6 separate regions of the Mus musculus genome follow, and all the other regions are linked to region 6. Evidence: chromatin contacts called from public ChIA-PET, HiChIP or PLAC-seq and promoter capture Hi-C data. All regions are on one chromosome and are shown on one strand. The core of a region is the stretch at or near the end of the contact, and the rest is flanking DNA. Distances in the headings are between cores, read along the strand shown.

Region 1 (3,228 bases), core at 524-3,023, 380 kb before region 6:
CAACTTTGGCCTCCTACATCCTACACTGTGATTTCCCACCCCCAGAGCAGTGTATTGTTGCTTCCCTCCAGCCCAGCATCGGATAGCAGCTCAGGGCAAACGCAGTCTAGCATCTCTGTATTCCACCTGCCCAAGAAAAATTTTCACATCCCAACTGTGGGGTTGGGCAAAACTCAGAACCCCAGGATTAGGGTGTATGATGTGAGATTCACAAAGAATCAAAACAAAATTTAAAAATAGTAACAAATACATAAATGAGAATATACCCCAGGGTGTGGGTCGGACCCTGCAGGGGAGTGCTAAAGTAGTACTCGTGGGTGGAAGCTCCACATTCCACCTGCAGGCCCATAGGAAAGAGGGTCCCTCACTCTAAAAGAACCATAAAGCTTACAGAGGCAGGTAGATCTCTGTGAGTTGCAGGCTAGCCTAGTCTACATAGTGAGTTCTAGGCTATCCAGGGCTACCTGAGAGACCCTGCCTCAAAAACCAACCGACCAAAACAAACAAAAATAACCAGAACAACAACGAAACCCCTAGCTTGCTAGTGAACTGGCCTCCAGGGCGATATTATTTGTTATTTAAGTCAACAGCTGCATAGCCACAATGATCTCTTTGGTCAAAATCCTAGAACAGAAAGTGTTTCAAACTTCTTCTTTCTACTCTATTTTTTTCTTTTTTTGGTTCATTTCCTTTTTGCTAGTATTTAAAGTATTTTTTTTGTTTTGTTGGGGTTTGTTTGTTGTCTGTTTGTTTAAAGCAGGGTATCCTGTAGCCCAGGTAGACCTCGAATTCCTGCAATAGAAATGATTAAGGCATCACTTTCTTGTTCTGACTGACTTGTGTCTGCCTAGACACTCTCAGTCTCCCACGCACTAATAGCCACACCTGTCTTGGCAACAGTCTGGGGACTATCCTTGTCCCTGACCATGTCTAGATGTATTAACGACAATGTTTGTGTTAGCTAAAACCTAAACCTAAAATAACTACAGGAAGTGTAAATCATAAATAATTGTCTTGTGTCTGGAAAATACTGCAATCTCTGCAAAAAAGACGGATGTTACAAGGTTACTCAAGACCCTGATAATGATACAATTGTGGTTCTTAAGTGTTTTGCTTTTAAAAATGCTGTACCCCTAAGCTCTGGCTACTCTACATGTGGCTATTATTAAAGGACTCGTGTAGGTTTTTTTGTTTGTTTGTTTGTTTGTTTGGTGTTTTTGGTGTTTTCGAGACAGGGTTTCTCTGTGTAGCCTTGGCTGTCCTGGAACTCACTCTGTAGACCAGGCTGGCCTTGAACTCAGAAATCTGCCTGCCTCTGCCTCCCAAGTGTTGGGATTAAAGGCGTGCGCCACCATGCCCGGCTACTCGTTTAGTTTTAATTGGCTTAATTAGACTGGTTATCAGTCTAACTATCTCGTATGGTTTTTTCACCATCTTGTATGCGCCTCTTTAAGTCCCTGAAATGACAGGCTATATCTACCAGGCCTCCTCTCCAGACCAGTTAAGTTTCCTTGCAGAAGGCAGGAGTCACAGGGTGATGCCGCACAGCATTCTGGGGAATGTAGTCCCGTCCGGAAAGTGAACGCCCCCTCCGCACACTGGGTAGTGATTTAGGGGCGGGAGTTCTAATCTTTTTTCCGCAAACGTATCTTAAGCGTCCAGAGGGCGGGTCTCCACGGTTACTTTGGACTGGTCAGCAGTGCTTGCGCATGCGTACTAGCTGCTTTGCGGAGCACTTTCAAAGGTGTTCTGGGAGTTGTAGTCCGAGGTTCCGGTCCCTCCGAGGGCTGTAGCTGCCTTCTGAGCTCCCAGGAAGGATGGATCCCGGGACGGACTCGGCGCCGCTTGCTGGCTTGGTTTGGTCGTCGGCCTCGGCGCCGCCGCCGCCGGGTTTCAGCGCGGTAAGTGGGAGCGCGCAAGGGTTGCGGGGACGGGCCAGGAAGGGGACGAAGTCCGATGACCTGTGCGTCCCGCAGATCACCTGCACCGTGGAGGGCGGGACGGCCAGCTTCGGCCGAGGCTTCGCGCAGAAAGCCGGCTACTTCCTGTGCCTGAGCACGCTGGGCATCCCGGAGGTGAGCACGGGTGGCCTGAGCCTGAGTTTGCCCCGCCCCTCGCCCTGCCATCCTCGACCCTTCTCCAACTCTCTCCCACCCTTACTGCTCATACCGTTGACCTTTCCCCTCCCCTCTGACTGCCCCCTTCCACCTGCCCCCTCTCGTGCTCCCAGAACCCTCAGGACAATGTGGTAGTGGACATGCAGATCGTGATGGACAAGGGCCCACTGCCGTCAGGCTTCTCTGCAGTCAACGACCCTCAGGATATCAGTAAGATCCGTGGGCACGGGAGAGCGGCAGGCACAGGGAACGGCTGCTAGTGTATGTTTGGAATAGGACTTAGCTGAGCAGGAAGGCACAACCTGTAAATGCAGAGCTCCGGAAGCTGAGGCAGGAGGATGGTGGCGAGTTCAAGGCCAGCCTAGGCTACAGAGTGAGGCCTTTATCTCAACCCACTACTCCAGAATTAAATAGTTGACACATACCTGTCTTAGCATTCAGGCTGAGGCAGCTTTGTATCCAGCCTGGGCTACAGAATGAGACCTTGCCTCAGCTCTTCCTAAGAATTTGAGCATAGTGGGGCATACCTGTCACTACATGAAACCCCGCCCCTAAACAAACAACAACCACCCCAGATGTCTTTGGCATACCCACCCTCTTCCTCACTGCCACTGGTCCCTGCTGCTTGTCCTCTGCTTCTGTGGCGGAGTGAGTCCTCCTGGCCATTCTCTTTTCCTTTCCAGGCTCTTGCACTGCGAGTCCACCTGGAACTGGCTTCCCCTGTTCTCTGCATAGCTCAGCCTCCCCTCTCCCTTCTCCCCTGCCTGACCCAGCTGCCCGCCTCCCCGATGGTGCTTGGTTCTCTCGGTGTCTTTAGTGACCGCTGGCAGGCTGCCGTGCAGAGGGTCAGGTCAGTGTGCAGACAGAGGAGGCGTCCACAAATTCTCCTATCCTCCTTTTGCAGCTGTCTCTTGACTTAGTGTTTAATTGGTTTGGGGGGACAGGGTCTCAATGTGTAGCCTCAGCTGGCCAGAGCTTCAGTCCCATGGATTCGTGGGACTGAGCCGTTGTGACCAGCCCCTTGTAATCTGCAAAGTGTGGAGACTGCTGTTCTTCATCCCAGTACTTGAGAGGCTGAGGCAAGAGGATTGCTTCCAATTCAGAGCCATTT
Region 2 (3,062 bases), core at 23-2,522, 270 kb after region 6:
GCCAAGTCAGCTATGCCTGTTAGGTACAGGGACACATCACCCAGGACCCAGAGTGTGCACATACATTGTAGTTCATTTTAAAATCAGAAGAAAAATCAGGCATGGACTGGGTCTGCAGCTCAGTTGGCAGGGTACTCACATATGGTGAAAGAACTCCTGGGTCCCATCCCAGTATCGCAGAAAATACAGACACCTCTATGATCCCAGCACCCAGGAGATAGAGACAGGAAGAGCAGAGATGCAACATCATCCTCAGTGTTCTGTGGATTCCAGGCCAGCCAGGATGCTGTGAGATCCTGTTTTAGAAAAATAAAAAACAGAAGGGAGAAAAAAACCAGAATAAGATAGATGGACTCTATGGTTTACTCCAGTTTGTTTTGTTTGTTTGTTTGTTTGCTTGCTTGCTTGCTTTCTTGCTTTGGTTTAGTTTGGATATTGAGTTTGAATGTCCCTATGTTAGCCCAGGCTAGCCTGGAACCCCAAATCCTCCTGCCTCAGGCTACTGAGTACTGCAACTACAGACCCAAGCCATCTTGCTTTGATGTTGGCCTAGAGGGCAACATGACTGTAGAATGATATTTCAAATGAGTTTTGCAAAGGAAGGTATGATAGGTGTTGTGTGTGCAGCAAGTCTGTCCTTTCATGTCTCCTTCATGTCTGGGGCATATGCAGTTCCCTGTCCTGTATATGCATACTGTTCCTGTATCCTGTCCCCCCCAAGCAGCCTCTCCTACTTGTTGCCTTTCACTCTCTGATTGCCATATGCCCATTTCCTGACCTATGACTACTTCAAGGTTGCTGTTAAGAGGCTGGGAATCTAGCTCAGTAGGTAGAGTGCTTGTAGCTCAGTAGGTAAAGTGATTGTAGCTCACTTAGCAAGCATGAAGCCCTGGGTTCCATCCCCAGCAATGCATAATCTTGGCATGATGGTAAACCCTGAGGTCGAGGCAAGAGTCTACTTCAGCACCCCAATTGGGGTGCATAAAGCTGTATCTCAAGGGGGAAAAAAACTAGAAGAATACCAATATTGGGAAGCAGGGCGGCAGCTGTCTCAGCGATTCCATAGAGTTGGTAGAGAGTAAGTACTGAGCAAGGCTTGGCAAGAACAACTCCAGCCTCAGACTCAAGCCTTGAGAGTTATTCTGGTCCCACCCTGTTCACCTGCTGGAGGAAACAGGAACTGACTGAGGCTCCTGGCCCTGCCCCTCTGACGTGTGGACCCTGAACCGAAACTTAAACTCCAGCTCAAGCCAGCTCAAGAGCCCTTCGGAACACAACCCAAGCTGTCCAAGGTATGCATCCTACATCCTGCACCCTGCATCCAGAATCCTGGCATCCCTGCATCCCAACATGCCCCAGCTTCAGAGGCTCTGGGACTTCAGCACTGGGTGTAGTGGTGCTAGAAGATGAGAGAAGGGTTTACCAGAGGAGGAAAGCATTGCAAGGGCTAAACTCTGGCATGGCTCTCCACACAAGTCATTGCAGCGCTTTGGAGGCCGAGGCAGGCTGTACACGTTTGAGGCTGGTTTCAGCTAGCTACATGGTGAGACCTGATTCATAGAAACCAAGTGTTCCAAGAAAACCACGAGGGGAAGGCAGAGAGAGGTAAAGCCCCTCCGGCCCCACGGGGTTTTACTGGAGCTGCCAGAGAAAGGAAGGAATTTAACTGAGAAGCTCCGGGAGAGGGTGGGACTGTGGCCAGGGTTTTGTTTGAGCAGGGGAGGCAGGGAAGCTGGCTGGAGGAAGGGACATTTGTATTGAGTCTTGAAAGACTTGTAGGAGTGTTCTGAAGTAGAAAGAGAATAAACATTGAGACCTTTCTGTGTAGCATGTAGCTGGGTTCAGCTGTACTTTAGAGACACGTGTATCTGCTTCATGATGGTGCTACACTCTGGGAGACATGTTGGTAGGTGATAGCCTGGACAGGATTGTCTGTTGCACTCCTGGAGGCCTAGACTCCAATGTGCTTGAACACGGTCAGAACTAGAGCACTGTGGCAAACATGTGCCTGTCTCTGCCTGTGAAGCACAGTGAATAATGAAATAAAAAGGGGAAGTAAACTGAAGTGGGTGGTGCACTCCAGAGGCAGAGGCAGAGGCAGGGGGATCTCTGAGTTCAAGGCCAGCCTGGTCTATAGAGCAAGTTCCCCGGACAGCCAGGGCTTTACAAAGAAAACCCGTCTTGAAAAAAAACAAAGACAAAAAAAAAAAAAAAAAAAAAGAAGAGAAAGGAGGCAGTGGGAGACCCTCCTAGGGACGTTGTCTAGTCACACTCGGCAAGGCAGCCAACCTTCATTCAAAGACTGTTTCAATCCATACAGTGAAGAGTAAGTGAGGAAGAGCCAGTGTCAGCTGCAGGCCTACACACACAGCTGCACACACACGTGTCTGTACACATGGTCACCCCCCCCATACACATTCAAAATTTTTAAATATTAGAATGAGGCTGGAGAGTCGGCAGTTAAGAGTGTACACTGCTCTTGCAGAGTTGCTGAGTTTAGTTCCCAGTGCCTGCATAAGCTTAATGGCCCCTGTAAATCTGGCTCCAGGGATCCAACGCCCTCTTCTGGCCTCCAGTAGTACCTGCATACACATGGCTATTACACTCACACACATTCTCACACACAGAGAGGCACACACATACACATAAATAAAAATTAAAATCTTTTTTGAAAACAAAAAGCAATTAAATAAATAAAAACCAGATATTAGGAGAAATTCAGGTTTTTGTTTTGTTTTGAGACTGGCCTAGAAACGTCTGACCCTTCTGTCTCCTTCTGTAAGTACTAAGATGGCAGATGTACACCACTACATCTGGCTTTTCTTTTTTTTTTAAGATTTATTTATTATTATATGTAAGTACACTGTAGCTGACTTCAGACATACCAGAAGAGGGTGTCAGATCTCATTATAGGTAGTTGTGAGCCACTATGTGGTTGCTAGGATTTGAACTCAGGACCTCTGGAAGAGCAGTCAGTGCTCTTAATCGCTGAGTCATCTCTCCAGCCTCTGGCTTTGCATTTTTAATTCAGGATCTCCCTGTGTATCCTTGGCCAGATTTGA
Region 3 (2,871 bases), core at 306-2,805, 300 kb after region 6:
ATGATTTACTTAGAAAAAAATCAACACTTTTATTGAGTTTTATTTAATTCAAGATGTAGTCAAGCTGTAAACCAAGAATAGCCATCAGATATAGAATAATAAGTGAGCCTGGTGTAGTGGCTCAGGCTTAACATCCAGAACTAAGGGAGTCACAAGCTTCGGGGCTGTGTAAGGAGAGCCTCGCACACAGAGAGAGCCTCTCACAGAACAGCAGTAGGGGCCTGATTCCCTGGACACACAGTGGAAGGAGCAAAGCAGCTCCCACAGTTGTGCTCTGACCTCTACTTGCTCTACACAGCACACAAATAAATAAATGTAACCTCCCCACTCCCCAAAATTGCTATAGAAAAAAAAAAATCCCAGCACATCTGTGATCCCAGTAGTTGGGAAGTAAGGTTGCTGGGCATGGTGGCACGCACCTTTAAACTCAGCCCTTGGGAGGCAGAGGCAGGTGGATATCCCTGAATTCACAACAGCATAGCCTACATAAGGAGTACAAGGACAGCCAAGGCTACACAGTGAGACCCTGTCTCAAAACAAACAAACAACCAAAAAGACAGTTTAATCATCTGCTACATAGCAAGCCTGTCCTCTATAAAACATCAACAAGACAAGCTAGGGCAGTGGCACACACCTGCAGTTCCAGTTTTCTGCATGCTCAGTCAGAACTGCAGCAAGCTAGAGGTCAGAGCAGTCTACACAGCAAATTCCACGTTTATCAGACTCATTTAGTGTCATGACACTTCTGCCCTCAAACTCACAGAAAAATAATTGTGACCATTGAGATGACTCAGCAGACAAAGGATCTTCGTCTATAAATATGACCACATCAGTCTGATTCCCAGGAACCCACAGCATAAGGCCTGAGAGTACTGCAAAGTGTCCTCTGTACTCCACGTGTGCTCTGGCACGTGTGTACACACACTCACATACACGTATACAGGTAACTAACTTTTAATGTAATTTTAAAGATTTATTCTTTCTTTTTTTTTTTAAGATTTATTTATTATTATATGTAAGTACATTGTAGCTGTCTTCAGACACACCAGAAGAGGGAGTCAGATCTTGTTACGGATGGTTGTGAGCCACCATGTGGTTGCTGGGATTTGAACTCTGGACCTTCGGAAGAGCAGTCGGGTGCTCTTACCCACTGAGCCATCTCACCAGCCCCAGATTTATTCTTTCTTATTACTTATTTCGAGACACAGTCTTTAGTTCTGGCTGACCTGAAGTCACTACATAAAACACGCTGAATCCAGAGATCCAGAGATCCTCCTGTCTCTGTCTCTGGAGTTCTGGGTAATTGTAATTTTCTAAATTGGAAAAAAAGTAATTAAGTAAATAATGCCACAAAGCAAAAGTGGATGCCCATAAAGTCAGAAATGGACGCCCAAATACGAAGTGTGTCTTTAGGCGAGCTATGTTGTTGGACAGTTGCCAAGACTACCCGAGACCGGAAGTGTGCACTTACTCTGAACCCTGAGGACGCGTGCGTCCTAGCTGACCAATCAGAAGGAAGCGAGGAGGGTTTCGGCCGGAAGTACTGTATGCAAACAGGAAGTGTGGCGGAGTTCCCGGGGCACGGCTTGCGAGCGCTATGGAGGCCTACGAGCAAGTCCAGAAGGGCCCCCTGAAGCTGAAAGGCGTGGCAGAGCTCGGCGTGACAAAGCGGTGAGGCCCGGGAGCCCGCGGTCTGTCCCTGAGGGCCGACCCCCAGCTCCGGCCCCTCTTACCGTCCCCCTCTCTCTCAGGAAGAAGAAGAAGAAAGACAAAGACAAGGCCAAGATGCTGGAGGCCATGGGGACGAGCAAGAAGAGCGAGGAGGAGAAAAGGCGCTGCCTGGACAAGCGCACGCCGGCGCAGGCAGCCTTCGAAAAGATGCAGGAGAAGCGGGTGAGGCAGGGGCAGAACAGGCCGGCTCCAACTGCCCGTGTAGCCCAGGCCTTCTCCCAACTCCTGGTAGCCTGGTAGCCCTGCCTAAAGTGGTCTTCTTGTGAACTGGGAAGACAGATGTCATCAGCTCTTAATGCTAGCCAAGTTCATTGTTCTTAAGTTACCACAAAGTCTGTTTCCATGACAACTCGCTTTCCTAGCTTCAAATGTACTTTTGTTATTTGAAGGTTGTGTGTGTGTGTGGATGGAACCCAGGCTCTTCTGTAACTCTCTATGTAGGCTGCAGTTGGCCCTGAACTACTGCCTCAGCTTTTTAGTTCCTGGAGAGGCTAGCATGGCCCACAAGGCCATACTAGTTATTTTGGGTGTTTGTTTGTTTGTTTAGTTTGCTTTGAGACAGGTTTCTTTATGTAGCCTTGGTTGTCCTGGCACTATCTCTGTAGACTTGAACTTCTAGGATGCAGTGTTACAATGTGATATCCCTGTTGAGAAAACCCAGGAAGGCACCTTCTCCATCTAACAAAGGGCATCAATTATGTATTGGAACTCCCACAGAGTTTCTGGGATGTGTGGGTCACCTTGCTGTCTCCCAGCCAATTGTGTTCTCTGGTCTGGTATAGCCTGTACTTCAGTGGAGTGTTTTGTTTTGTTTTTTTGCCTCTGCAATTGAATAACGACATGGGCTGGCTGGCTACGGTCTTGTGGCCCTTCTGGGCACCCTAATTGGACAACTTGATACAAACTAGAGTCCCCTAGGGTCTGCCACCCCTTCCTGCTGTCGTTGGTAGCTCTGGTCCTGAGTGGAAGACTTTATTTATTATGTATGCAGTGTTCTGCCTGCATATATGCCTGCAAACCAGAAGAGGGCACCAGGCCTCATTATAGATGGTTGTGAGCCACCATGTGGGCTGGGACTTGAACTCAGGACCTCTAAGAGAGCAGTCAGTGCTCTTAACCTCTGAGCCATCTCTCCAGCCC
Region 4 (3,252 bases), core at 471-2,970, 310 kb before region 6:
GATCTTGAAACCTTATCTGGACCTGGGAGTGACAGGTTACCAGCACTAACTAGCTAAGAATTACTATTTATAAATGTTGTTAGCATGATTATGGGCAAATATACCCTGGAAGGGCTGGGACATGGTGGCACATGCTATTAATCCCAGCACTCCAGAGGCACAGACAGGAGAATCTCCTGAGTTCCAGACCTGGTCTACACAGTGAGTTCCAGGACAGCCAGAGCTACACAGAGAGACCCTGTTTCAGAAAAACAGAACAAAACAAAAAAGCCTGGAAGAGTTCCCATGGAAACATGATCAGTGTCTCCAGAAAACCTACTCAACTGGGTTCAAATGGGAATCACTCCTTTTACAGAAGGACATTGTGGGTGGTGGTTGTACACACCCTTTCTCATTCTCCCTTCCCCCACCGTGATGTCACTCAATCCTTGGGGCCAGTCAGCGAGTGCAGCTCCCCAGTAAAACTACCCATCTTTAATATAATCGAATCTGGCATAAATTGGCTCATTTCACCAGTGGTGGAGAAATAACCTATCAGGAGATGTCTTGTGGACCCTAGGGTCCTCTAGAGGCTAGGGACCAGAGTAGGAAAATCTATGTGGATTTTACCAGTCTGCTGGCCTGGTGGTATATGCCTGTCCCAGAACACAGGAGAATGAAGCAGAAGTATAGCTGTGAATTTATAGAGTGAGCTTGCCGAGTAAGAACCTGTTTTAAAAACAAACCAGGAGAAATGGGCTAGTGGGATGGTTCTGTAGGTAAAGGTGCTCAGACCTGAGTGGTGTTCTATTTCCAACACCACACAGTGGTTGACAACTATCCGCAACTCCAGTTCTAGAGGAGTTGATGCCCTCTTTTAACCTCCTTGGAGAACAGGGACACACACACACACACACACACACACACGTTATACAGCCGTACATGTAGGCAAAACACTGAAACACAGAAAATGAAAACAACAGTAAGAGCAGGAAGGGGCGCACACAAGCCATTTTTTTTTTTAAGATTTATTTGTTATTATAACAATAGTACACTGTAGCTGTCTTCAGACACACCAGAAGAGGGAGTCAGATCTTGTTACGGATGGTTGTGAGCCACCATGTGGTTGCTGGGATTTGAACTCTGGACCTTCGGAAGAGCAGTCGGGTGCTCTTACCCGCTGAGCCATCTCACCAGCCCCACACAAGCCATTTTTAAGAAGGCCAGAGGGCAATACAATTTGGGGACTGAGGATTCTGGATCCTCAGACATGGTAGCAAGCGATTTTACCCACTGAGCCATTTCGCTGGCTTTTTTTTTTTTTAATGATTTTTCGAGACAGGCTTTCTCTGTGTAGCCCTGGCTGTCCTGGAACTCACTCTGTGGACCAGGCTGGCCATGACCTCAGAAATCCGCCTGCCTCTGCCTCCCAAGTGTTGGGATTAAAGGCGTGGGCCACCACTGCCCGGCTCGATGGCTTCTTAAATGGAGCAACGAACAAACAAAAATAACCATGTCGCAACCTTGGAAACTGAGATGACATGGTTCTAAATAGAAGAAGCTTCTGTAAAGAGCCACCGCGTGAGATTAGAGGGCTCCAAAACAGAACACTCTCAGGGCGTGGTCAAAGAACTGTCTGTGTCTTTAAAGCTCGAGCTAGGGGCGGGGCTTCCGGAACCTCCCCGCAAGTGACGTCTTGTGACCGGGTTATTGCGGTCGGCGGAAAGCAGTGGAAGCTTTTAAAGGCGTAGCCTTGTCATGCCTCTCTCCAGGACTCACAGTATGACCCGCGGGCCACTTCCCTTTAAGGAGCGTGTCAGGGGTGGGACCTGGATGTGTCCTTCCCGCCGCCGACTCCTTTAAGGCGCGGCCCTCGTCCCCCGGCAGAAAAGCTGCTTAAAGGCGACGCGTGGCGCGATGGCGGCGTTGCCACGCGGGTCACGCGGGCTGCCGCTGCTGCCACTGCTCCTACTGCTGCCGCCGCTGGGCGGCCCGCGCGGCGCGGACGGCTACTTTCCAGAGGAGCGCTGGAGCCCCGAGTCCCCGCTACAGGCGCCGCGCGTGCTCATCGCGCTGCTGGCGCGGAACGCGGCACCCGCGCTGCCCGCCACGCTGGGCGCCCTGGAGCAGCTGCGCCACCCACGGGAGCGCACGGCGCTGTGGTGAGCTGCGGGCCCTTGCGCGGTGCACCGGGACTAGGCGGGACTCAAGTCTCTACCGGAGGGAGGTTGCTATGCACTTGGGCTCGGCTGTGCGCTGCGGAGACTCGGTCCTCTTTCTGAGGACCTGAGTTATGTACCCCAGGGATTACGCACTTGAGGGGGCTCGGCTCTATATCCATAGTGCCCGGGCTCGTCCCCACTGCGGCTTGGGACCCCAAGCTGCTGCCTCCTCCCCTCAGGTACTTAGGAATCTGTTCTGATTTGCTGCCAGCCCTCACAGCGAGCTACCATCCTAGAACCTCTGACTCCTTAGAATGGGCCAGGCTGGTGCTTCCAGACCCTTATAGCGAACTCCGGGACTTCCAGATAAGATTCCTGAGGCTCGGGCCAGCATTCCACGCTAACAAAGTTAATGAACTTATCTTTGTGACAGGGTCTCACACCAATGTGCTTTCCAAACCAGCAGGTTCTGTTCAGTTGTGTACTAGTGAGCTGGGTGTCATCTTTACTCCCCTGTCACCGATGGATGGGCAACAGGCTTGGAGTGTAGCGAGTTTTATCCAGGGTGTTATAGCTGATGGGTCTGAGCCAGGTTGGGAAACCCCCAGTGCCATCATCTTGTCCTGTCTGTGCTCACAGGGTGGCCACAGATCACAACACTGACAACACTTCAGCCATACTTCGAGAGTGGCTGGTGGCAGTGAAGGGTTTATACCACTCTGTGGAGTGGCGACCGGCAGAGGAACCCAGGTGAGCCTCAAATCCCCGACTGGAGTACTGAAGCTTGGGAAGGTAGGATCTAGAATGCTCCAGTTCTATCGTCAGCTTCCCCACCAGGTCCCTATCCTCTCAGCAGACCTTTGTCCCGTTGTCCTTCACTCCATTGTGCAACTTTGGACACAGCTGCCACACCTTTGTGGCTGAATTCCTTTGTGTCTGGTGGCTACCTACTGCTGTGTCTAGGGTCTTGCCAGCATCCACTCTCCTGTTTAACTTCCTGATAAGCCTGTCTTACTGTATAGTTCAGACTGAGGCCAGTTGCCAGCCTGTCTTATTGTGTAGTTCAGACTGAGGCAGTTGCCAGCCTCCTGTCTCAGTCTCCTGAGTGCTA
Region 5 (2,981 bases), core at 160-2,659, 330 kb before region 6:
AGCTTCCATGAGCATTTTCTCTACTGGGAGGGTGACAAGGGTGTGGGAAGTTATGAGCTGAAGGGGGGCGGTGAGAGAGGTTAGGGGGCATGATGTTAAATTCACAAACGATAAAAGGTTTTAAAATGTGTTCAAAGGCACATGCCTTTAATCCCAGCACTTGGGAAGGAGAGGCAGGCAGGTCTCTGTGAGTTGGAGGACAGCCTGGTCCACAGAGTTCCAGGACAGTCAGGGCAGCAGCAGCAGCAGCAGCATGTCTTGAATAACAACAAAGTTCTTGCAGTGTTTCACACTGTATAACTTGCCACTTGCAGCCTCACATGGGCACTCAGAAAGGCTGTAGGTTTAGGATTGGGGTCCAGCCAATGGTCTAGCCTGGGCTTAGCATGCAGAAGGCCCTGGGTTCAGTACCGACACAGTGACTGACTGCTTGGATTTTGGAGCTCTCTCGAGTTCAGGAGGGTGCAGTGGCTCAGGGGTTAAGATCACCGGTTCGGCTTTTTACCCTCCTTCCACACAGAGGACCACAACCATCTAACAGTTCCAGGGCATCCCATGCCCTCTCCTGGCCTCTGCATGCACTTGGTTCAAAGATATACATGCGGGAGAAAATTAAGAGAGAGGAACCAGAGGGGGTTTAATTGGGTCTTTGTGGTGGAAACAGCTGTCACCTTCTGACTGATCTACTTGGGTCAAGGCTCTTAACAGTCCTAAAGGTTCTGTATTTTCCTAAAATAGCACGGGCGACTGGGAGCCACCGGCTCAAGCACAAGAACCGGGGCAGTTTCACATTCAAATGCAGATGTTCAACTGTCGTGTGGCGGTTGTCTTGAGGAATCCTCTTTCTGCCGCAGACAGCTGTGAGCAGAAGACCTTACAAACTGCCGCATCCGCTGGAGTAACAGAGAAGGGGCGACTGGCCGAGATAGGCGAATGTGGGGAGAGCCGTGCAGGCATGGGGACGTCACAGCCTCTAACTCCCGGCTAGCCTCCTGTCCTTGCCACCTGAGAGCTTACTGACCTTATCACGCTGCAGCTGGCGCACTCTGTGCTTCCGACCGCACCCTGAAAAACGCTCAAGAGTGCTGTGGCACTCCGGTCACCCCAGCACTCCAATCAAGAACGATCAGGAGCGTGAGGCCAGTCGGAGCTACTAGACTCCAGCTTAAAAACTAAATAAAATGCGAGAAACCGGGCCAGCAAGGCGTGTCTCGCCCAGGGAAGCGCCGGGGACTGCCCGCCCACTACCCACCTCAAAGCCCTGCGGAGCACTGCGGTTTCGGGAACCACCCGCTAGCCCGGCCCCGGCGACGCTTCTTTTGTGCAACTGCACATGCGCCACGACCTTGGCTCAAAGTGCTCGGACCCATGGCAGCGCGGCCGTCGCGCAGGCGCACTGGCGTACTGGCCTCTGCCGGGAGCGCCGCCGCCTCCCCACCGCCATGGCAGCACCCGCGCCCAGTCTCATCTCGGTCTTCTCCAGCCCGCAAGAGCTGGGCGCGTCGCTGGCGCAGCTGGTGGCGCAGCGGGCCGCGAGCTGCCTGGAAGGGGACCGTGGCCGCTTCGCGCTTGGTCTGTCAGGCGGCAGCCTGGTCTCCATGCTAGCCCGAGACCTGCCCGCCGCCGCCGCTCCCGCTGGACCAGCCAGCTTTGCGCGCTGGACGCTCGGCTTCTGCGACGAGCGCCTCGTGCCCTTCGACCACGCCGAGAGCACGTACGGCCTCTACCGGGTGAGCGCTGCGGGGGCGCGCACCGTACGGGCTACGGGGGCCGCCGTGGGCCACGCCGAGCTGGCTCAGCCTACCGTGGAAACTCAAGATACAAGGGCCGCCGTGGGCCACGCGGAGTCGGCTCAGTCCGCCGAGGAAGCGCGGGCCACGCCGAACTGGCTCAGCCTGCCTAGGAAACGCAAGGATCTGCTTCAACGCCTACCCGCGGGCTCCGGGCCCCACGGGGTCTTGCTGGATGCGCAGTGATGTCCATCCAAGTGCAGCCTGACGGGCCTCCGTCCCCCGTATCTTCCTAAGGGCCGTACCTTGGCTGTGGGGCCTCGTGGGTCATGGCTGTTTGTGCACTCAGCCTGCCTCTAGTGTCCAGGGTGTGTTGGGTCTCAGTTTTCTTTAACAAGAGCCGTTGGCCATCGCCTCCCAGCAGCCTGGGGTATGATGGCCACAAGGCGCCCTATAGGTTACAGAGGTCCCTGCGTCACACACAGGGAAACTGAGGCATGGAGGATTGAGCTCTGAGCACACTTGGATGACTGCCACCACCTCCTAGGGGAAGCTGGTCCAGTGTCATGGGTCTGAAGCAGGGGAGGAAGGGCCATTACACTTACTTACAGGTGGGGAAACAGAAGATTCATGTCGCCTTGACCCTCATCTAGGGACCTGAAACTGCACCACTTTGAACACGATGCCTGCCCAAGAACTTCACTGAACTGGCTGTGTGTACTAGCACAAGGCTCAGTTGGTAGGGTACTTGTAGCTCAGTTGATATTGTGCTTGCCTAGAATGCTTAAGGTCCAGGCTTCATTTCCAGTGTCATATAAACCAGGAATGATGGTGCACCCCTGTCTTCCCAGCAATGAGGAAGTAGAGGCTGGAGGATCGGGAGTTCAAGGTCATTCCCAGCTACCCAGTTCGAGGCTAGCCTGTGCAACGTGAGACTTATTTTGATGCAGCCCACTCAAGAAAAATAAAGCTAAGACCCCTAAGTAGGCCCCTCTGAGGTGACCTGGTTAACAGCTGGGTCTTTGAAGGAAGCAGGATTTCATCACCAGGAATCTGTTGACACTTTGAGCAGTAGGTGTCTTGCCCAATGGGCTGAGACAGGAGCCATGTAGAGTGGACTCAGCGGCCAGTTCTCCTTTGCCTTCCTGGCTCACCTTCCTATGGCCTTCAGTCTGGAGCCCTGTGCTCCTCTGTTCTCCAGGGTCCCCAGCGCCCTGAGCATTGTTGGTTAACAGAGTCCCCAGCACCCCC
Region 6 (2,957 bases), core at 366-2,865:
AGTGGAGGTTTAGGGTAGGGAGTAAGGTGAGAAGTGCTGGGAGAGTTGACCAGAGGCTGCTTTATCTATTAATAGGCACCTCAGCCATTTGTCCAGGGATTCTGTGAGATCCAACAGCCCTCAAGGTGGGCCAAAGTGGCTGGTTTTTACCAGCCTGCTCCTTTAGGCCCAATCTCGTAACTTTTATGCAGCCCTCACTTGGACAGAGTTAAGCAGTGTGTTGTGCTGTGACAGTTCTCAATAGTACCTGGCTCGTCCTTGCTCCCGTTCAGGTACACTATGCTGAAACATATCAAGTGATATGAAAGTTCCTGCCCCCTAAAAGGTAATTTTTTAAAAAATCAGACCTTTTTATTTGTTCTGGGGAGTAGTCTGAGACACCTTAGGAAGATAGATAGCTCTGGGATTTGGTCCAGACAATGAAAGCTGTATCTCAGGCTCTTCTGCTCTCCCCTCCCCTTCTCAAGGTTAGTCTGTCCACCTCTGCCTGCCCCTCATCTCCTCTACCTCCTTCCCCACATCACCTCCTCCCAGACCCGCCTGCCAGGCTTCGAATGGAAGCCTGCCCCTTCTTTTTTTTTTTTTTTTTTTTTCTCGAGACAAGGTTTCCCTGTATAGCTCTGGCTGTCCTGGAACTCACTTTGTAGACCAGTCTGGCCTCGAACTCAGAAATCTGCCTGCCTCTGCCTCCCAAGTGCTGGAATTAAAGGCGTGCACCACCACGCCTGGCCCCCTGCCCCTTCTTTTAAGGCCTTTTTTGTTGGTTGGTTGGTTGGTTGGTTGGTTTTTTGTTGTTGTTGTTGTTGTTGGTTTTTTCGAGACGGGGTTTCTCTGTATAGCCCTGGCTGTCCTGGAACTCACTTTGTAGACCAGGCTGGCCTCGAACTTAGAAATCCGCCTGCCTCTGCCCCCCCCCCCCGAGTTCTGGGACTAAAGGTGTGCACCACCACACCCGGCTTAAGGCCCTATTTTTAGAGCTGCATAAATTGTACTGTTTCTGTCTAATGTCACTTCCACCTACAGGGCTGAGCATGGCTTGAGGCACTTTATAATAAACCTCATTTCTAAAAAGAATGTCCTTTGTGGAAGAGCTGCTGAAGCTTTTTTTTAATTGCTGGAAAGTACAGTTTTTTTAATGTTGTCATTAGCGTGTATTAATTACACGAAAAGTTTCAATATAACATTTTCATTCATGTATCTTGTTTATATTCATACACACACAGACCTTTACCTGCTCTTGTCCCTCTCGAATTCTTTCATCTTTTATGTCTTTGTGTGTCCCAATGAATCTCATTAGTGTTGTTGACAGGAGAGGGAGTGGTTGTGTCAGTAAGAGGGAGAATAAATTTATTCTGTCACTTAGGCTTCGGAGACTGGATCTGTGGGCCCAGCAATAAGGGCCAAAGGAGCGGCAGGTAGGGTGCCGAGAGGCAGCGCCTTGTCCGCCATCTCCCTTCCGGGCGGTTCTCAGTAACCAACTGTGGGAGTCCCGGACGGTTTAGCGTCCTTGGCTGTATGACGCCATACCCTAGGAAAGGTCGGGAGGTCCGCCGGAAACTCCCGGTACAGACACCAGTGTGTGAGCTGGCCAATCAGCAGCGCCGGCGGGAGGAGCGGAAGTTCCTCACCCGCCATCTTTCTTGCTGGCGCTTCCCTCCTCACAGCTCTCAGCTGAGGAAGTCCAAGTTGCTGAGCCTCCGCGGCCGTGTGAGTGCCTGTTCCGGAGCCTCTGTGGAGCCGCGGCAGGCCTGGGCACAGACATGGTGAGCCAGGCGAGTGGCGGGGCTGTGCGCGGCGCCCTTGGTCCCGGGCGGCGGGATCCCGGTGCTGCGCCGGGGGACGAAGGGCGGCTGCGCACTGTCGCCTGCGGCTCCAGAAAAGCTGCTTTTCCCCTTAGGGAAAGTCAGTCGAAAGCGGGATTCCGAGGCTGGATGATGTGGAGCCGAGCTGGAAGTTTAGGAGACAATTCTTGCGAGTGAGAATTTACGCCCCGCCATGCACGGAGGCCAGGGGAGGTCACCCGGTGTCCTGCTTTGTCACGGCCCGCCTTATTCCTGTGAGACAGGGTTTCTTACTGAACCTGTGGCTAGGCTGCCTGCTAGCAAGCTCCAGCGATCCTCCGGGCTCTGTCCCCATGCCTGGCATTTACTTGGGTGTTTTTTATTTGAACTCGGGTTCTCACCCTTGCTCAGCGAGCACTCTTACACACCGAGTTATCTCTCCAGGCCCGAGAAACATGTCTAATATAGATCTTAAGCGCAGAGATTAATGGAAGTGAACCTGGGAAAACTGAGACATACCGAGATGTGAGGGAACTTCTCAGGGGACAGTCACAGTTCTTTTCCATGGGTACATGCGGCTCCCGCATTTAGGATTGTAATATCCTCTTGGTAGATTATCCCTTTATAGAGTATGACGAGACTATCTTTATCCCTTCTGACTTAAGGTCGGAGGAAGAACTTTTCAATTTTCGTCATCTCTGTGAGTATGGTACTTGAGGGTTTTCAAGTTTATCTTTTACTCTTGGGTTAAATACTGCTCTTACCTCTGCTCCTTTTTCCAGTAATAAAAGTTTTTTTGGAAACGACTGGACTTTAAGTCGTGGTCAAGTTCAAATCATAGTGAATTGCAAACGTATCGGTTTCTTTGTTTTGGATTTTTTTTGTTGTTTTGCTTTGTTGTTTGTTTGTTTTTGTTTTGTTTGAGACTAGATCTTACATATCCTAGGCTGTTGATAAACTTAGTTTACAGCCAAGCTTGACTTTGAGTTTCTGATAGTCTTATGACTACCTTCCAAGTGCTGGGATTCTATGAGCACATCACTAGCTCCTGGTTTTGCAGCTCTGAAATTTAAACCCAGGGCCTCATGCATTCTAGACAAGTATCTACCGTATACCAACTGAGCTACAGTCTCAACTCTATATCAAATTTTATTCCTGAGTAACTTTTCTGTGATC

Evidence for each region. ChIA-PET counts read pairs in DNA pulled down with a chosen protein or histone mark. HiChIP or PLAC-seq counts read pairs in DNA pulled down with a chosen protein or histone mark. Capture Hi-C pulls out chosen DNA fragments and counts their contacts.
Region 1: a contact with region 6 is called in a promoter capture Hi-C map of liver. The contact joins the promoter of Mvb12a here to the promoter of Zfp617 in region 6. A contact is called at or near these places in 1 of 39 promoter capture datasets (pre-B cells), 1 of 484 Hi-C or Micro-C datasets (nephron progenitors) and 1 of 9 other capture datasets (liver).
Region 2: a promoter capture Hi-C map of adipose tissue shows a contact between it and region 6. The contact joins the promoter of Hsh2d here to the promoter of Zfp617 in region 6. A contact is called at or near these places in 4 of 39 promoter capture datasets (the C10 cell line, the HPC-7 cell line, cranial neural crest and 1 more), 2 of 115 datasets of contacts at active chromatin or transcription factors (effector CD8 T cells and stem cell-derived neural progenitor cells) and 1 of 9 other capture datasets (adipose tissue).
Region 3: a contact with region 6 is called in an H3K4me3 HiChIP or PLAC-seq map of intestinal villus epithelium, with 8 read pairs. The contact joins the promoter of Fam32a here to the promoter of Zfp617 in region 6. A contact is called at or near these places in 8 of 39 promoter capture datasets (the C10 cell line, the HPC-7 cell line, cranial neural crest and 4 more), 5 of 484 Hi-C or Micro-C datasets (embryonic stem cells, erythroblasts, liver and 2 more), 7 of 115 datasets of contacts at active chromatin or transcription factors (bone marrow-derived dendritic cells, embryonic stem cells, epiblast stem cells and 3 more) and 3 of 9 other capture datasets (adipose tissue, liver and pancreatic islet).
Region 4: an RNA polymerase II ChIA-PET map of memory CD8 T cells shows a contact between it and region 6, with 12 read pairs. The contact joins the promoter of Colgalt1 here to the promoter of Zfp617 in region 6. A contact is called at or near these places in 3 of 39 promoter capture datasets (the C10 cell line, the SN4741 cell line and cranial neural crest) and 1 of 115 datasets of contacts at active chromatin or transcription factors (memory CD8 T cells).
Region 5: a contact with region 6 is called in a promoter capture Hi-C map of adipose tissue. The contact joins the promoter of Pgls here to the promoter of Zfp617 in region 6. A contact is called at or near these places in 1 of 484 Hi-C or Micro-C datasets (embryonic stem cells) and 2 of 9 other capture datasets (adipose tissue and pancreatic islet).

The regions. Positions count from the first base shown.
Region 1 is chr8:71,541,157-71,544,384 of GRCm38.p6, forward strand. It overlaps Mvb12a (multivesicular body subunit 12A), which reads left to right and starts at 1,774. Exons shown (of 9, transcript NM_028617.2): 1 at 1,774-1,901; 2 at 1,977-2,075; 3 at 2,231-2,327. The coding sequence starts at 1,818.
Region 2 is chr8:72,188,396-72,191,457 of GRCm38.p6, forward strand. Hsh2d (hematopoietic SH2 domain containing) reads left to right here and starts at 1,273. Exons shown (of 6, transcript NM_197944.1): 1 at 1,273-1,292.
Region 3 is chr8:72,218,190-72,221,060 of GRCm38.p6, forward strand. It overlaps Fam32a (family with sequence similarity 32, member A), which reads left to right and starts at 1,556. Exons shown (of 4, transcript NM_026455.5): 1 at 1,556-1,671; 2 at 1,752-1,893. The coding sequence starts at 1,598.
Region 4 is chr8:71,609,304-71,612,555 of GRCm38.p6, forward strand. Colgalt1 (collagen beta(1-O)galactosyltransferase 1) reads left to right here and starts at 1,721. Exons shown (of 12, transcript NM_146211.3): 1 at 1,721-2,141; 2 at 2,781-2,891. The coding sequence starts at 1,897.
Region 5 is chr8:71,590,775-71,593,755 of GRCm38.p6, forward strand. Pgls (6-phosphogluconolactonase) reads left to right here and starts at 1,410. Exons shown (of 5, transcript NM_025396.3): 1 at 1,410-1,730. The coding sequence starts at 1,443.
Region 6 is chr8:71,921,210-71,924,166 of GRCm38.p6, forward strand. It overlaps Zfp617 (zinc finger protein 617), which reads left to right and starts at 1,616. Exons shown (of 4, transcript NM_133358.3): 1 at 1,616-1,763. The coding sequence starts at 1,761.